Regions from separate parts of the Mus musculus genome. Here all the other regions are linked to region 2. A link is a contact called in public promoter capture Hi-C data. All regions are on one chromosome and are shown on one strand. Each heading gives the region's core, a stretch centred on a gene start, on an enhancer-like site or on the middle of the called end of the contact. The rest is flanking DNA. Distances are from core to core; before and after follow the strand shown. Region 1 holds the start of Atp11c (ATPase, class VI, type 11C). Region 2 holds the start of Mmgt1 (membrane magnesium transporter 1). Region 3 holds the start of Fam122b (family with sequence similarity 122, member B).

Region 1 (4,169 bases), core at 909-3,408, 3.8 Mb after region 2:
AGTGGAACAAATTCCTAGGACTTATCACAGTCAGGGTTGTGCAGTAAAATGTGAACAGCTGGACATCTTAGTTGAAACAATGAGGTCAAAGCTCCCTTTAGCATGAGCAAAAGTGAGTCTCTGCAGAAATCTTGGGAGAGATGCAGAGTATCAGCAGGCTGGCACCTCAACAGCCACTGCAAATTCTACTGCATGCCCTAGCTTTGTGGGCCAGCACTGCTTACTTTTTACAGATACAATGCAGAGCACTCTTAGCAAAAGAACACCAAATGGGAAGTGCTTTTGGGTCAACACCGTTTGTTTAATTCCAAATGTCCAAAGTCTTCAAAAATGGGATGTCAGCATCTTTACTTTATGAATTTAATATGACCCAGAGAGCAGCTAGTGTCTAACATATGAGTGTCATGTGGAAAGGCTACCCTTTTGCTGAGCACTACAATTAGCTTTCGTGTCGCCTTTCCCTTTTTATCGCCCCAAAACAACACTTCCAAATCACGAGAGCCTATGTGAAACAGAACTAGGAGGTACAATGCTCTTTTACAGTCTCAGGCGAAATGTGAGAACAAATGTTAGTCACTTGCTTCAGCAAAGCATCCAACACAATCCACTGCCCATGGCTCTTGAGATCCTGCATGTACACACCGTTTCCTGCTCAGTGCCACAGGTAATAATTACCTCCACCTCCCTTTGCATGTTTCTGAGTGAAACAGACATCTGGCAAAACCTAAAAAGTATTAGTATACTGATATCCTAAAAGGGGATGCCTTAAGTGTGATTAAGCAGGGGACATTTGTGAAAGTTTCAGATATGGGGGGTGGGAAATGACAGCAAATTGTTCTGACCTATGAAAAATATGTCAGCAATGATTTAATTAGAAATGACTCCACAAAGTTACCAAATTGTCAAGTCCTTAAGTCTATCCTAAGACGGAATGGGGAAGCATTCTGCATTCTCCCCCTTAACTACAGGGAAAAAAATAAAAATTTTAGGATGATGGCTTTCTTTAATATCCGTGGCAGAAATAAAATCCTATTCCCTGACACCTCTTCTGGAAATTAGGGGAGTTGCTACAAACATCCTTTAAGTAAACTGCTCTACTTTACTCAGTTCTTAACATACCCTCTGAGTAAACAGGTTAATCCAAAAAGTCAATAGCAGCCAGAAATCGCTCCCTCCCAATCCCGTGCCACACTCCCCACAGAAATACAATTCCCTTTTCTGGGGGGCTTTAGAGGCGTGGAGAAGGTGGTCGGAGGAGTTCAGCTGCCGGGTGGATTCCAAGCCTGGAGCAGAGGGTGCTGCTCTGCGAGGCTTGAGCCCCAGGGTCTGTAAAGCTGGAACAGGCTCCCGCCGTCGCTGCTGGCCCCAGCCCATCGTGCCCACAGCCCTCGCTCTTTCTGTCACCCTCAAGGTGAGCTTGGAGGCTGAGTCCTCAAAGTTTGCCCAGTCTCTGGTCATCGGCCATGGCCCGGGCGAGGCTGAGCCCTGGTTTAGCCTCCGCTTCTCTCAGCCCCCTAGCTCTTCTTTTGGGCCACAGTGACAGGTCTAGGTTTACCTCCACGTGCTCGTGGCAGAGGAAACAAAAGAAAGCTTCCTCCCCGATAATTCAACGCCATCTTCCACTAATTGGGAAACTGAGCCCCCCGCCCCGGGGAGCCCCCCGCCCCGAGTTCCGCGCGTCTGTCACTCCGAGGCGATTCCCCAGGCTGGAGGCAGAGTTCCTCAGAGCCTCGGGGAACCTCAGCTGAAATGTCCCGGGGCAGGGGTGGGACGCCCGAGAGCCCCACCTGCCTCCCCACCCAGGCCACCCGGGGCGCCGGGTTTCCGCTAAAACGCAGAGGCGGGGGAGGGGGCTGGCGCGTCCCGCTCGTCCCCTCGCCCAGAGACTGCGAAGGAGCGGCGGGGGGCCAGCGAGCGGGCCACCGGGGTACGCGTGGAGCCGCGGCCAGTGTACTCACCAAACGGTTGAGGGTCCGGCGGAACATCGCGTCCGAGGCTGCGGGGTGCCAGGCTGGGCTCCGCTGGGCTGTCTGGGAAGGCGCCGTCCACAAAACACACTGCGGCGTGGGCCCGCGGCGCAAAGCGGACAGCTAGCTCGCCTGCCCTGTCGCCAGCCCGCTGCCGCCTGCCCTCCTGCCGCCTGCCCTCCTCGCCTCTGCGCGCCCCCGCCCCCGGCCGCCCAACCGCCCGCCCGCCCGCGCGCTCGCCGCCCCGCCCCGCCCCGCCCTCCCCGCGACCCGCCCCCAGCCCCGGCCCGCCCGCCTCGGGGGCGGCGGCCCCGTCGCTCCCCTTATCTGGCCCCAGCACCGCCCCGCGCTCCCGCCGCAGCCCGCCTCGCAGCGAGCCCGGCGCGCGGGGGAGGGATGGCGGACCGGCCGCTGCTCAGCCTGGCTCCCCGTCAGCGCCCGCCTCGGCACCCCGCGCCTCACGCTCGTCCTGCCGCTAAGCCCCCGGCCGAGTCCCCACTCGCCCGCTTCAGCGGTCGCCCGTCTCGGGCGTCCCCGCGCCTCGCCTGGCAGGACTCCCAGGGGTCTGTGAGGAGCCACGGTCTCCCTCACCCCGGCCCTAACTCGTCCGTTGGCGCCGCTTCGCTCGCAGTCCTTCCTCGGCCCCGCGCTTTCGCCCGCCCAGCACTTCTGGCTGAGGAGAGCCTCGGTGCGGCCCGCCTCGAGGCTTCCAGGCGTGCCCGCTTCCTGCCCGGGAGTGGCCGCTCTCTGAGGGACGACTCGGGACGAGCCGGGGACTAAGGGGACCCTGGCGCGGGCGGGCGGGCGCGGCGCGGGCGGCTGGAGTAGTTACAAAAGCCGCCCCCTCCAGGCGTCCCTCTTGGGTCCCACCTAAGCCGTCTTCACCTCGCAGTTGGGGTTGGGGCTTTGGGGCTTTGCGTTCCCTGTCGTCTGACTACCCCACCTAAGCCCGCTTACTTCCACTTTCTCTAGGAGGTTGTAAAGTCGGGCTTTGTGTCGTTGGTGCTGCGCAGCGGGGCGGGATTTCCCTGCCACCCTCTCCTTGATCGCCCGCCCTTTTCCACGCTCCTGGGGCACCCTGGGAGTTGTAGTCCAAGGGTTCGCTTGGACTGATATTGTGGGCTGGGAGCTCCCCCATATGCACGGCTCCAGTCAGTTCACAGGGTTGCAGAGGGAAGCTGCCCGAGGTTCTCCCTACCAGCTGCGTGCAGAAATCAGAAACACTGGGTAGATTCTTAGCTGTGGGAAATGTGATGAGGATAAATTACATAAAGCCCCGAATGCTGAAAGACTTTCCCAGAACTCAACATTTACGCCACAAGAAATCTTGCACGCCCTCAACTTGCTAACTTAACATTTGCATTTACAAAAGTTTAAAACTTAAAAATGAAAGCTTGGTCAAGTATTCCCTTGAACCTGGACAGTTCTCTCTGCTCCCACCCTTTTTTTCCACTACCTTCTGAGACCCGGCCCTAGGCTGTGAGCTGAGAACTTTCAAATTCTTCTATAAACATGTTGAAGAAGTAGGTAAAGGGAGCTCTTCTCTACGGAGAGGCGAGTTCTCTCAACAACCTGGAAAGGTTGGGCTCAGCTATTCCCTCGACCTAATGTGAACTCCTGAAGGGCTTTTATTGTGAGGCGGCTAGGGCACTACCACATTTTACCCCTTGAAGGATAGTTTGATTTCAGCATTTACTTGGGTGTTTTTTTTTTATTTGTGTGTTTGTTTGTTTCCTAGAAACTGGAAACAGCAATGTGTTAAAAGACCTCCCTAGTAGGCCGAAGTGAAGTTACAAACTACAAACACATAAAACCTACACATTTGAATGTAATGATTTCTAATGTCAAAGGAAACAGGGGAGAGGATAATGTCTTTACAAAGGATCCGGGGAAACTCCTGAAAACCATGCAATTTTCACTGGGCGAGACCTATAAACAGAGCTGCAGGAGATTAACCCAGGCCTAGGAATGTGGGAAGGCTTTGGAGGAGCCCAGGGAACAAAGTCCTGGGTAGAGAAGGAGAGGTCAGTTGAAAAGTACAGGGCAACCTACGAAAAAGAACACAGCCACTCTGTCAAGGCAGGAACCAGGACACATGTGGGCGGGGCATTACAAATGAAAGCTAAACCCCTAAGCAGCCATAGAAACAAGCTATGAAGTTTGACCTTGTTTCTGTGGTCAAGGAGGAGCCCAAGCACAATA
Region 2 (4,159 bases), core at 1,513-4,012:
AGCCAAGTCTATATAGCAAGATCCAAGCCATTCAGAGCTACATACTGAGACTCTAATTCAAAAAAATTTAATAAAAAAGAAGCAGGTAACAAATGCCATATCATGCTTGAAAATTATAAAAAAAATTAAAAAGACAAAATAAAAATTGTCATAAGCAAAGTGACTGATTTTAAATGTGTACTTAATGGAATATAAACGACCAACTTACATCTATTGGTAATGATTCATCTTCCTTTTCTGTTAGTCGCATATAAGAACGATCTAGAAAGCAGAAGCACACCATTAGGAAATTATAGCCCATTTTCCTTTCTTAAAATACAAGAAAATCAATAGACCAAAGTGGTTGACTTATATACTACATAAAGTAATGATCCCAGATTCCTCAAAAACCTCTTCTAATATAGTTAGCCTTATCTTTATGAATTAGTTTATGCTTGTCAAGGCCTGTCTTATCACCTTAAGTAAGTGACAGATGGCAAATATGAAACCGAAAGAACTAAGCATAATTTTTCATTAGTATAGAAACTCTAGAAATTTTGAAACTGTTTCTTTCACTAAGTAGTCAAAGAAGTCATAACTATTTAACAATCAATAGGACTACAAACATTTTCAATGCTCAATGACCCTGCCACTGCATAGTGAAGCCAAAGTGAAAACTGGTATGGAAATGTTCCTCTTCAGTGCAGTGATGTAACTCGAGTTCCAGGACTTCAATTTCTGTCCTTGCTACTGCTTAATTCTGCTGCTGCCTTCACTTCTGCAGGCTGCAAGGGACTGAAGGCTGCGATCAGGATCTAGAAACTGGTAACCCCAAGTCATACATAGCACCAGCTTTTCTGTTTACTACAATTTACTGTACCTCATTCAAGACATCCTCAGCAACTCCAGCACTTACTTCAATTGCAGAATGTTACAATGGGAAAGTGAACAGAGTTGCACTGCCTCAGTTTCCTCTGTGGCAAATGGGAACGTGAAAGGTGAACAGGGTTTATTTCGTGTATGAACAGTGAGAGCTCTGCTATATCAAAGGTCACTATGGCAGAGATGAGCATGCTCCAGCACCATAGGATGCTATCTGCTGCCACAATTTCCCATGACACAACTAGTGTCAAAGGTAAATGGCAGTCTTTTGCCAGCACGAGCAGTGCAGAGGTCTTGCTTCAGTCCACAAGGCATTCTTAGCACTTGAAAAATATAAAAATCCAAAATCTTAATTCTACATCAAGCAGGACAATATTATTCTAGATGAAGTAGGACAATCCACTTCTAGATTAAATAGGACAATCCCTAATTCATAATGTACTCTAGACTTAAAATGACTTGTGTGAATGTATTGAGTCTGCTTAAAAAAATATGCAGGCAGAGTATATTTGAACTTACAGAGCCTGTAAGGACAGGGATAAAAGCAAAATCAATCCAATATCATATGCTGTTTGGATTAACCTTTTAATGACACACTTCTAGCTAACTTTCTTGTTTGAATGAAGTCTACTCTGGAAATTTAAGACTATCTTCAGCTAGGCATTTCTTCACTGGGAAAATGAGGCTGTTGGAGTTCAAGCAAGGGCCTTACTTGCTTTGTGACTATAGTAGAGCCAAAGCTTACTTCGAAAATAACCAGTACTCCAGTGTATCCTATTCTCCTCCAGGACAGTGCTTCACAAACTATAAATCACCCAGGGATTTATTAAAACGAATATTCTGATTCAACAGTTCTGAGGTGGAGCCTGAGTAGACACTAACAAGGTCCCAGGTGATGTCCACGATGCTGCTCTACTGACCACACTATGAGCAGCAAAGCTCTAAGGCACTTTCCCCAGGGTCCCACCAAATTACTACTCCCCATGAACATACATACACACATACATACACATACACACACACACACACACACACACACCTTTGGAACATTCACATTATCTTACTGCAATTATTTGTTGGCCCACTAGTTTTTCCACTAGTCTAAGAATTCCCTTAAAGGAATCAAGGAACCTCTAGCACCTAAAAGCAGAAGCAACTTCAATTATTGATCTGAGAAAACAAACAAAAACAAAAAACAAAAAAATACAAAAATAAAAACCCACCATACAGCACCGTTATCATTTGCCCAAGGTCACACAGATTTAACAGTTAAGCAAAATGTTAACAACCAACCTTTTAAACCAGTCCACTGCTCTTTCCCCGTGTCACAGTGCCTCCCTGAGGCAAGCGGTCACTTAACTTCTCCGTCTTTGCCTGGACAGCAGAGTGGCCGGGATGCTGTCTAGCTAGCTGTCACGATGCCACATGCATGCAAAGTTCTCAATTCCACACTTTGTCTTAGCTACCTAGGCTGCATATGGCATGTCGTGTCTGGAGTTCTGGGACAGAGTCCCGGTCTGAATTCTTTCTCAAACCTCAGCAACCTCTTCTGGCCGTCCTGCAATCTAGGTGTTCCTCAGCCATCTGATCTCAAGCCCTCCGCTGAGGACCCTGCACGGCTTTACTTAGTCACCCCGACCTAAAACGGCTCTCCTGCACTGGGTTCAACAGTCCCTTAGGGGAGCGCCCCCACAGCCCCTGGTGTCCCCCACGCGAGCGGTCCCAGTCCCTCAGTTACTTACGCTGCGCAGCTGAAAAGGCAGCGTGGGCTAGGGCAAAAAGCCCGACACCTACAAGCCCCTTCCACAGCGACGGCGCCATGATTCAGAAGGAGCGGCAGCCCAACAAAAGGAGACGAAGGGCGGCAGAGGTACTCCTCCTTTCACCGGCGGGCGTCCACGCGGCGCAGGAACATGACGTCACCAGAGCCCTGGGCGCGAAGTGCCGGCGGTGGCCAGACCCAGAGAGCCGCCGAGAGAACGCGGAAAAAGGAATGCCGGGAAGAAGGGGACAGCGACACGGAAAAAGGGCCTGAGGCCTCCTCTGCGACTGCGCAGTGCAGCTTCCCGGAGAGAGGCAGGGCTGAGTTGGGGGCGTGAAAGAACAGGCCGAGCGAGACCAATGGGGAGACGAGGTAGAGCGTCCGCAAATACGCGCCGGATTTGGAGAAGGGGCGGGACTTACGGAAAGGCCTGGGAGGAGAAGAAGGTGGGGCTGGTGGCGTTGCTAAATGGCTGTGGGCGTAGAACTCGAAAGCCTGGTACTTGGTATTTGATAATTGGTTAATTGATTTGGTTTTCCTCCCAACAGAGTCCTTTCCTTTCACTAAGTCTTTCTTATGCCTCTGGCCTCAGAAACGGTTACCGAGGCAGGTTGCAAGGGCATCAACGTGAGGAAGTAAATAAAGTGTAGAGAGTAACTTGGGGGGTATGGAGCCCTGAACTCTCGCATGTTGGGGACGCTCAGAGCATTGGTTCAACATCTTACCTTTCTGCTTTACGTTTCTATGAGCAAGATCCACACAAAAGAGAGTGTAGCACAGCGGGACTGTTTTGTCATGAAGAAAGCTAGAATGTATGAAGGGAGAATAAAGGGATGTTGGAAACAGTCTGATGAGCACACAACTGTAACCTTTCTCCATTTTTATCTTCATCTCCTAAAATGTAGGCATTCAGAAGGAGAGTTTTTCCTGGATCTCTTTTCGCTCTACTCTCAGCAAGCTCATTAGTTCATTTCCACTTCAGACCAGCTTAGTTTTTCCAGTGATTCCAAATCAACAACTTTACCTCAAATACCATAACTCCTTAGCTCCAGATCAGCATTCCTAGCTACTCACTGCTGAGTATTCATTTGCGTGTGAGTAAACCCTGTGGGCACGACATTTTTATGGCCAAAGGTAACTCACACCCTCAACTCTATATAAGTTACTTCAGTGCCCCTGGCTGAGTGGCACAGCTTTGTTGATGTCATATCACAAAATAAGTGTGAAGCCTGATTACCATTCTTTCCCATCAGTCTCCAAAGAACTGTGTCATCTGAATCAGTTGACTCACCAGTACCTGGTCAGTACTGCTGGTCCTTACCATGCCTTTGAAAGTTGAAGCATTCTCAGGTATGATCTCCTTATTCTATTCTGACTTTATATCATCTTCTAAACGATGTTATTTCTTTATTATGTTTGTTGGGTTGCTATTGTTTGCTGCCTCTCTTCCCACTCTAGGATGGGAGCTGCAAGAAGACAGCTTTCTCCCTCTCTAGAACATTGTCAAACAGCAGGCATTGCATACAAACATGTTGG
Region 3 (4,019 bases), core at 803-3,302, 3.3 Mb before region 2:
ACAGCCCAAGGCCTTAGCAATGGCTTGTTTACCAGACTTTCGCAAGACAAGGAGAGAGAAGGTGGGGTATCCACGAGAGACAAAGGGCACAGCTTCCCCTTAAATACCCCAAAACCCCTTGATGATACCATGGACAACATCATCAGTCACGTCATCATTCCCTCGGCTTCAAAATCGTATTTAAATCTAGGGGAAAAATGTACTTGCCTCTCTGTCAAAGACAGATGTTATAATCAGTTCAATTGGAGGCAAAGCATTATCAAGTCTTCAACTGTGCTTGAAGAAAGGTTTGGGGCTAATATTACTCCCATCCTCTGCTCTGTCCTGAATTAATGCCCTCTCTGTGGGGTCTCGAAATTGACCTCAGAAGAATTGTCTACTTACAAAAGTGGAATACAATAGTTCATTTAGGCGAGCCAACCAGCCTTCACCATCACAAGCTTCCACCTGAAACTCCCTGCTGTCTTGTTCATACAAAAACACAATATCTTGTCACTAAAATTAAAGGAGTGATTTTCCCCATTATTTTCTCAAACCTGTGTTTGACTGACTTAAGCTAGAAACCTTCTCTCTCTCTCCTTTTTTTTCCATTATAACGCATTTCAGGCAGCTTCAAAAACTATAAACACTGTAACAAATCCAAATCACTTAACAGGATACGACCACACCATGGAATCCCAAGTTATTAGATAAACTGTGATTTCTTAAAGCAAACCTCTGTTAATGCCAGGGTTCCTAAACTCAGCTTAGAAACAGCACCTCTTAGAGACAGGCGTCAAGTTACAAGCCTAATTCAGGGGATTCAGCCTGATTTGCCCTGATGGAAATAAGCCAGGGCAAGCAACCTGTCAGCTGAGCCAGGTTTCTACTACGTACATTCTCTTTTAGAACTGCACAGCAAGGCCCCCCCAGGTACAGGGAGGGTCCCTTTCTCAGACATGGCCAGAGTGTGAGGTCAAACTTTCCCTCCATCTAGGAAACCAAGTCACTATTAAGAAAATAAGACCTCAACCCCTCAGTTTGGAGTCTAGATGAACTCGAACTGGCACTTTCGGGAAGGAAGACTTCTTGCCCAGGGACAAACCTCTGATCCCCACACTCCGTCCTCCCCAGTCCAGCTCACCTGAGCACATGGATCAGGGGAGCACTGTTGGACCGTCTCAGGGTGGCCCCCTCAGATGTGTCAGCCTCAAAATCCAGATCCATTTTCTCCTGAGCCATTCGGATACTTGCTAGGCAACACAGCCGGCAGTGCTCTCGGCTCCTGGTGCTTTGCTATGGACTCACTGCAGGACTGAGCTGCTGGGGACTGGCAGCTGGGGGCGGGGGCTAATGGGCGGAGGCTTGGGAGCGAGGGCGGAGAAAAGTAGGAGAGGAGGATGCAGATGAGGAAGGATGTGGAGGGCGGGCGGAGGAGGATATAGAGCTGGTGTTGGGAGGGTGACAGGATGAAAAAGGGGATGGAGGAAAGACAAAGGTGGGAGAAAGAAAAAGAGGCACAGGGGTTGATAAAGGATAGATGGAAATGCAGGGCATAGCACTAATGAAAGAGCATAGAAGTGGGAAAGGAGGAAAAAGGTCAGGGTGAAGGGGCACAGGGATGGGAAAAGAGGAGGAGGGAGAATGTGGAAGCACAGGAGAAGAAAGGGGAGGAAACTAGGCAGTGGCAGAACTCAAGCTGTCATTTTTCCCGCCTAGGACCGCAAGCGCGGCTCGGCTACATTTACAGAGGCTGCCTTTGCAGCGCTAGCAATGAGGACTTGACAGCTGGCCAGGCGGCCTCGGCTGCCCCACCTCCACATGCTCAGGGTCTCTGTCCAGTCCGCCATGCTCTGGGCCCCGGTCCCCGGGGCCCCTCAGCGCAGGGATGGCGCTTTTCACTCCCTGGTCCCTGCCCGCCTGCACGACTCAGAAAAGGGATCGGCCCTCTGCACCACCGCGGCGCTGCTTCTATCTCTTATTGGCTCTAATGACCCGCGGGACCCTCTGGAGCTCAAATTGATTTCTATAACCTGCCGCCTCTTTTGCCTCCCACGCTTCAGAAATGGGAGCCTCCGAGGGGCCAGCTCTTCCGCATCTTGTCGCCCATTGGGCACTGCGCATGCGCCTTACGGCTGCTCCAATGATCCTGGGGCCAAGGCGCAGGCGTAATAGCCTCTCTCCGCAACCCGCCTTCAAAGGGGCGGGGCGTTTCCAGGGGGGCCCAAAATCTTCCTGCGTGGCATTGGTCCGGGAACCCTGGCGCCGTATTTCGAAAAGAGCCAATAGTTTGGAGACTGAAGCCTCAGTTTTTAGTAGTTTGGACTAATATTCAAGTGAAAGCGATTTTCACGTTATTTCACTACAAATTTGTATTCTGACCTTTGTGATCCACAGGCACTTTAAATATTTTTTTATGTGAAAGTCTTTGTGTGGGAATATGCGCGTGCGTGCATGCGTGCATTCCCATGGAGGTCAGAGAGGTCATTGGATCTCCTGGAGCGGCAGTTGAAGGCCGTTGTGAACTGCTCAACATGGGTTCTGGGATTAGAACTCGAGTCTCCTGTAGCAGCAGCAAGCACCGTTAACCTCTGAGCCATCATCTCTTCAGCCCCCCCCCCCCTTTACTAAATTCCTCAGCTCCATTAGACAAAAATAAAAGATTTGTTTTCTTTCCAAGGCTTATGGAGATTCTAGCAATCATAATATGATGCATGTGACAGCTGAAATTAATTTTAAAAACATTCATGGCACTTACTACATGCAAGGAAGTATTATAACAACTGAAAAAATATTAAATCATCTCATCTTAACCACACAAATATCTCTTCCTAGATACTTTTCAATCACCCAAAATTACAAAGTATGGGAAATATAATAGTTACGAAATTGGTTTGAAAATTAGCAAAACAGGGCTAGAGAGATGGCTAGAGAATGTTTGAGAGCTCTTGTTGCTCTTCCAGAAGACCTGAGCTGAGTTCTCAGCATCCATCTCAAGCAGTGCTTAAGCGCCTATAAGTGGTTAAGAGCATTTGCTGCTCTTGTAAAAAACAGGAGTTCAGTTTCAACCATCCACGTCTGGTGGCTCACAACCACACTGAATTTCAGCTCAAATGGGTCCAATGTTCTATTTTAGCGTGCGTGCACACACACACACACACACACACACACACACACACTACTTTTTTTTTCTATCTAGCAAAAATAATTTTCTCTTCAATTTGGTTGCTCCATAATAAAGTTAACCTATACAATTGTCATTTTACACCTCAACATTTATGCTTTCTGATTATAAAATGTGAATTTGTGTATTTATTTGTTTGTTTTGTGTATATGGATGGTATGGCCCACATCTGAAGCTAAATAAACAACTGGAGGAAGCCAATCTACTTCACCATGTAGGTCCCAAGGGTTAAACTCAAGTTGTCAGGCTTGTCAGGAAACTCCCTTATCCTCACGATCCATCTTGCTGGCCATATTGCGAAGATGTACAAAGAAGTTTTGGATAGATTCTCTATTATTTTCTTGGTAAAAGTTATTTAATCGTGTTTACTCTTTAATTGAGCTGATTGAAAATTTAAAATTTAAAGACATTAGGCAAATTAAATTTATCGGAGTTTATTTAACCAAAGAAATGACTCATGGTTGTGCAAAACTCTGAACTAGTAAAGATTCACAAAGCCCCTCACAACAACCATGTCCTTCTGTTTTCCAGCTGCATTAAAAACATCTCAGTAGTAGGGGCTAAGGTGGGAGGATTGTGAGTTCAGGTCTGCTTGAGTTACATAGAAAAAAAATCTGAAACTTTCTTAAATAAAACAACACAAACAAAGAAAGATGAACTCTCTAACACTGCATGCTACTCTGAGACAAAAGGATGGACCATCTAGAGACTGCCATATCCAGGGATCCATCCCATAATCAGCCTCCAAACGATGACACCATTGCATACACTAGCAAGAATTTGCTGAAAGGACCCTGATATAGCTGTCTCTTGTGAGACTAGGCTGGGGTCTAGTAAACACAGAAGTGGATGCTCA

What was found. Promoter capture Hi-C pulls out the DNA fragments that hold promoters and counts their contacts.
Region 1: a promoter capture Hi-C map of pre-B cells shows a contact between it and region 2. The contact joins the promoter of Atp11c here to the promoter of Mmgt1 in region 2. A contact is called at or near these places in 2 of 39 promoter capture datasets (erythroid cells and pre-B cells).
Region 3: a contact with region 2 is called in a promoter capture Hi-C map of cranial neural crest. The contact joins the promoter of Fam122b here to the promoter of Mmgt1 in region 2. A contact is called at or near these places in 2 of 39 promoter capture datasets (cranial neural crest and pre-B cells).

Annotation. Positions count from the first base shown.
Region 1 is chrX:60,401,847-60,406,015 of GRCm38.p6, forward strand. Atp11c (ATPase, class VI, type 11C) reads right to left here and starts at 2,159. Exons shown (of 30, transcript NM_001037863.2): 1 at 1,959-2,159. The coding sequence starts at 1,985.
Region 2 is chrX:56,595,182-56,599,340 of GRCm38.p6, forward strand. Mmgt1 (membrane magnesium transporter 1) reads right to left here and starts at 2,763. Exons shown (of 4, transcript NM_146234.4): 1 at 2,604-2,763; 2 at 209-261. The coding sequence starts at 2,682. It overlaps Gm36239 (a long non-coding RNA gene), which reads left to right and starts at 3,011. Exons shown (of 3, transcript XR_386934.2): 1 at 3,011-3,121; 2 at 3,877-3,973; 3 at 4,082-4,159.
Region 3 is chrX:53,267,753-53,271,771 of GRCm38.p6, forward strand. It overlaps Fam122b (family with sequence similarity 122, member B), which reads right to left and starts at 2,053. Exons shown (of 9, transcript NM_001166365.2): 1 at 1,124-2,053. The coding sequence starts at 1,221.